2 separate regions of the Mus musculus genome follow, and region 1 is linked to region 2. A link is a contact called in public HiChIP or PLAC-seq data. All regions are on one chromosome and are shown on one strand. Each heading gives the region's core, a stretch centred on a gene start, on an enhancer-like site or on the middle of the called end of the contact. The rest is flanking DNA. Distances are from core to core; before and after follow the strand shown. Region 1 overlaps Gm34828 (a long non-coding RNA gene). Region 2 overlaps Tle3 (transducin-like enhancer of split 3).

Region 1 (2,700 bases), core at 199-2,698, 360 kb before region 2:
GGGAACGTCTTTCCTAGGGAGGCAGAATCCAGTGTGGGGAGGGACAGCAGTGAGTAGAAATGATGCCCACTTCACCTCTTTGTCCTTGGTATATGGGCTGTGGGAGCAAAGCTGGGTTCTCTTGGGTGGGGCAGGGAAGCCAGACACTGGTTAGGACAGAGTTCAGATACACATCTGGAATATGGGCATAGCTGGTGATCATGCCTGGGTGCCTCTCCTCTCCTCTCCTCTCCTCTCCTCTCCTCTCCTCTCCTCTCCTCCCCTCCCCTCCCCTCCCCTCTTCTCTTTTCCCCTCCCCTCCTCTCCCCTTCCCTTTGTGTGTGTGTGTGTTCCTGTACATGTGTGAGTGGAGGCCAGAAGTCAACCTTAAATGTCATTCCTCAGGATGACTTCTGCTTCTTTGAGACAGGGTCTCTCAGTGGGGTGGAGCTTGCTGACTCAGCAAGACTAGTGAGTCCCAGAGATTAATTCACAAGCCTGTGCTACCACACCTGGTTCTGGGAATCGAACTCAGGTCCTCATGCTTGCAAGATAAGTCCTTCCCTGATGGAGTCATATGCCACTCACGCTTCTCTCTGCCTCCTGTCTCTGCAGAGTGACACTTGGCTTCCTTGTTTGCCTCTCTGAACGCCCCCCCCACCACCACCACCACCATGCCCCAGGTTCTACTCTGGACTTCTCTAGCTTACTTAGGCATTCTGAGAGCAGAGATGGCGGCGTTAACCTAGCTAGCTCATGCCAGTGGGGTGTGGCTCAAGATGGTTCACTGGTAACCTCACCCCCACCCTTAATTCTTCATTGAAACGAGATATTGGCTCAATAACAAATGTGCCTGACCACAAGGGCTCCGAGGATAGCGGTTGCCACTGACCGGGTGCTTGCTCCTTGCTGGCTGAGACCTGTATTTATGTCATTTCACACCTTTGCCCTCTCCCCGACAGGATTTTTCCCTTTTAATTTTAGAGATTAAAAACTGAAACTCAGAGATGTTAAGTGACTCAACAAAATTCTCACAGCTTGGGAGCGGCGAAGCTAGGATTAGAACCCAGAAGGCTTTGACTTCAAAGTCTACCTCTTGCCAGGAGTCTTATCTCTGAGAAGTCCATCCCTGACTGGGTACCAGATTGCAGACCAGGACAAATAGACTCCTTGGGTGGTCTCACTGGCAGAGGTGGCTGGGTGGGTTGCTCCCCCCCTCTTTAGCTTCTCTGGCTGGGGCAGGCCTGCATGCACAGCAACGGTCTCCAGGCAGCAATAGGATGAATAACTGATGGTGATTAGCTAAATCATAACATCGCTCATGCCACGCATAAGCGATGAGACAACCGGTGCCAGGCCTCGATGAGCGGCAGCGGGCACCCCCGCGTCGCCGCCATCCTGTCCCCCTTCCCGCCCCCCAGCCTGGAGAAGCCACCGCGGCGCCCGATGCCGCCCTGTGTTATCAGGCACATGAAGTGCCGCTTCAATGAATATAGATTGACCTTATTATAGCAGCCGGCTGCTGGTGCCAGGCGCAGCCAGGCATACTTTGCACAAATTAAAGGTGTCAGCATGTAATTTACGGTTCATGGAGGAGGAGAAGGGCTGGTGGGGGTGGGGGAGGCGCCAAGGTGGGTAGGAAGGAAGGTGGGCTGCGGTGGGGCTGGCACAGGGGCTCTCACACACTAATGACAGGAGGTGCAGCGGAGGTGTCATTTCCATCCCTGGCTTTGCTCATTTTCCCTATTCATCGCTCAAAGGTGGGGCTGCCCCCTCCTCGAAGTCCCCCCCCCCACCTCCGCACCGTGTGCATGTGTGTGTATTTTGCAGCTAAATTACTGGTTTTACCTGAAGAGCGTAAAGTAGGTGTGCTAATTTACGGCTTGGCAGATAAAGCCTCAGTATGGGGAGCTGTCTGGGAGGCCTGTAATACGACATCATTTGACTAACACACCCCAGAGCGACTTGACATCTCAGAGTTGGGCCTGTGATTAAAGTTGTGGCTTTCTTCGCCTCCCTCTCCCTTCTCCGACACGGAGAACAGATTAAACTCTAAGTAATAGATCTCGGGTTTCTTGCCATCCCACTGATATACACAGTACACAGTTTGACACAAAGAGTAAGTTATAGATCACAAACAACAGCCTCTGCCCTTCACCGCCCAGAATTAATTTCCCATTTGCTGAGCTTCCCTGTTCTGCAGGCCCATTTCCTGGTGAGCAGGGCCGGCTCCCCTCCTGCAATGGCAGGGGATACAAATGGATAGGGACACTTAGCTCTGGACAGGTAGCGTGACCCTAGAGGCTTTCAGACAGGATAGCTGAAGGGAAGAAGTGACTTCCTAGTGTCATCTCCTGTGTTTGGGTGGCTGGGTGGGGGTGCTCAGCTGGGGCTTCTGATTGACAGCTCTGGACCCTAGATGTGGATGGGGTCATGCTAAGGGGGAAGAAGGCAGAGGGGCTAGACAATGCCCTGAATGCCCCCAAGTTGCCATGTAAAACTGTCTCCTCCACCCCATCTGGGTCATGCTTAGAGGTCACTGATGCCTTCATTGGTCCCCAGGCTTGGCTAGTGTGGGTACCAGCAGGAGATGGGAGGACAGAGCTCTCTCAGATCTTTTCTGCTTCTCCTGAGTGATACCCCACCCTAGGAAGAACTGCTCCTCAGACGTGGGAGGGGACAGTCCCAGAACCAGCTCCTGTACCCCCTAGGACAACAGCT
Region 2 (2,700 bases), core at 173-2,672:
GGAAGTTCAGTGATTCTCCCTCTTGGCCTTAACCCGCAGCGGGCAGGGCTGAGAAACCCACAACCGAGCACACTCCTGAACATCATCTCTCCATCCTTGGCCATTTCATAACCAAACACAAACACATCATGGCCCCGTGGGGTTTCCTGGGCCCTCCATCCCTGAGTGCCCAGTGCGCACGGTCTGGTACTGGCAGGAATGGCCCACAGCAGAGGCTGATGGGAGAGCTTGCTGGAGGAGCGTGTGTAACGGGATTACACACCTCATGCTTCATGCCTCTGCTGGCTGATTAGATGCTTCGGTTCTTAGGTTCGTAATTTGGGTCAAACTTAGGGGAGTTGTCTAACTGCTTCAATTCTAGAGTCAAACAGGCCAACAGCTAGCTGCATGAGAGGGAGTAGACAGGGTCCTGGGAAGTCAGGTAACTCGACCTCCCAGTCTTCCACACAGCCCAGTAGGTATACCCAAGGCTCCCTTTGCAGCATTGGCCTCTGGGTTTGGCAGCAGTTTTTAGAGGTCACCATGATCTTTGCTATCCCTACTTCAGAGATGGGACAGCCCCAGGGGCCAAGTAACTACACCAAACAACAGAAACCTAAGCCAGGATCCCAACTCAGCAATCCCCTACTTCCCCTCAGTTTCTAAGGAAACAGGCACTAAGGCAGAGCCATCCACCCTTCTATCCCTTCTAAAATTCTACCGCCCAACTCCTGTCCAGCCAGCCATCCTGCTCAGCCATCACCCGGCAGAAGACAGGAAGCCCTGAGAGCGCTTCACAGATCTCTGCACAGTCTGGGACAAATTCCAACTCCAACCTCCCTCCTCCCGTCTCTTCTCCCCTCTTAAGAAAACCACCAAGTCAACACTGCACATACCACCCACTAAATAATTCTCCAGGCAACCCAGACCAAGGAGCCAAGAGTCCACCACCTCCCAGGCCACCACACAATCCTGTATGTACAAAGCTAAGTTCTAAAAAGGAACACCATCTCTAGGCCTATCTTACCCAAAGGGACATGAGTTCCCTAAGGACAAACTGGGAACTAGGGGACAGGGATGGCCAGCAGCCCAGGTCCTTTCACCTATCCTTCTGTTCTCCCACAATATTTCAACCCCGTGACATGCTTCTGGTTACATCCACACTCCTCATATTGCTAGCAGCCCAGCTAAATGGAGACCCCAGACTCCAGCCCTGTGTCAGGAGGCCACGATCAGCCAACTGGAGCAGATGTGCCACTAGAAACCTTTCTATCTGAGAAAATCAAGACTGGAGCACTGCCCCTGCCTGTGCCCTTATCTCAGCAGGGTGGCTCCCCTCTCGCCTCCAGAAGAAAAGGAACAAGGCCCCTCGCTGGAGGGCAGTCAAGCACAGCTCCCCAGTCTGGGTGCCCCAGCTGTCAGCAATTCCTGCCTTGTGAGGCTCTGTCAGGCGCGCAGCGATTAGACGGCTGCCTGCCTAATGACAGGGCGACGGCCGCATTCACTCAGAGCCTGAGAAGCAATTACCTTGAAAATGGGGGTCACAGGCCCCACTCGTGGGCTTTAATTGAATTCCAATATCTGCCTAGGGCCGCCTTGACCTAACTTGTAGCTTCCTAAACGCTACTTAAAGGAGCTGGAGCCAATCCAGCTGCGCTGCTGCCCGATTTTACTTTTTCCTTCAAAAAGAAAAAGAAAAAAAGTATTTTCACATGTGGATTTTAATTCCAAAGAGTAAGAGGTGGGACCAGGCTGTAGCCCCTGCAGCTTGGTGGAAGAACTTGCCCTGAAGACAAGAAGCAGATGAGAAAGACTTCTGAAGACAACCTGGGGCTCAGGCCCCCTTCTAACTCCCTACACCGCCACTGTAGGACACCGGCTATGCTCAGGGATGCTCTCAGGCCGGCCTGACTGCTAATCTCTGTGAAATACTGGTATCAGACTAAACCAGTGGTACTCAACCGGAGAGCCCTGTGCCCATGCAGATACAGGCAACATCTGGAGACATTTGGAGTGCACAGATTGTGTGTGTGTGTGTGTGTGTGTGTGTGTGTATGGGGGAGGGTGCTTTCACACCCAGTAGGTACAGAGCAAGATTGCTGCTGCTGAATATACAAAACTGTACACGGCAACAAAGAATTATCTGACCCCCAAGTTTCAACAGTGTCAGGCTCTTTGTTCCAATAAATGTCCCACACATGTCCCACCCCTGTTCTCAAGAAACCCTAAATAAACTCAGTGAAAGGGAGACTTGGGGGAAGAAGGGACCCAGAAGAAGCAGAGAATAAAAGTGGACAATGGGGCGGGGAGGGCACTGAGGTGGGTCAGAACGTGAAAATACTTCCCGCCAAGCTTGACATTTTGAGTTTGATTATGGGGTCCGGCGTGGTGGGAGGAGAGAACGGCTCATATGTATCATCCTTTTCCAGCACATACATGTGCTCTGTAACACATATGACCACACATAAGTTCAATAAAAGAAATGTAAAACAATACTCTTTCAGAAGGGGGTAGTGGGTGTAGGGGTGGATAGGATCAAACTACACTGTATGTATGACAAAATTTTCAGAAAGCAAATTAAAAAAAATATTTCCTAAAGAGAACCCTGAGCTGGATGATCACCGGAGATACTTCAAGCTTTAGAATATCAGGGTTTCTCTCCCCAGAGTGCTGCCTCCCAGCACCAAGCTTCTTGCCCTTCCCCCACACAGGCTGGGTTTA

What was found. HiChIP or PLAC-seq counts read pairs in DNA pulled down with a chosen protein or histone mark.
Region 1: a contact with region 2 is called in an H3K4me3 HiChIP or PLAC-seq map of embryonic basal ganglia, with 3 times the contacts expected there. The contact joins two enhancer-like sites. A contact is called at or near these places in 2 of 484 Hi-C or Micro-C datasets (bone marrow-derived macrophages and nephron progenitors) and 7 of 115 datasets of contacts at active chromatin or transcription factors (bone marrow-derived macrophages, embryonic basal ganglia, embryonic forebrain and 4 more).

The regions. Positions count from the first base shown.
Region 1 is chr9:61,755,754-61,758,453 of GRCm38.p6, reverse strand. All of the region lies in intron 6 of Gm34828 (a long non-coding RNA gene), which reads left to right. Among named protein-coding and RNA genes, the nearest start is that of Gm34828, 65 kb to the left of the region's middle. Within about 2 kb of position 1,448, at least 35 of the 459 cell types and tissues checked have an H3K27ac peak or open chromatin away from gene starts, as enhancers often do. A contact at or near this core is called in embryonic basal ganglia, where this site is marked.
Region 2 is chr9:61,395,418-61,398,117 of GRCm38.p6, reverse strand. All of the region lies in intron 6 of Tle3 (transducin-like enhancer of split 3), which reads right to left. Among named protein-coding and RNA genes, the nearest start is that of Tle3, 24 kb to the right of the region's middle. Within about 2 kb of position 1,422, at least 18 of the 459 cell types and tissues checked have an H3K27ac peak or open chromatin away from gene starts, as enhancers often do. A contact at or near this core is called in embryonic basal ganglia, where this site is marked.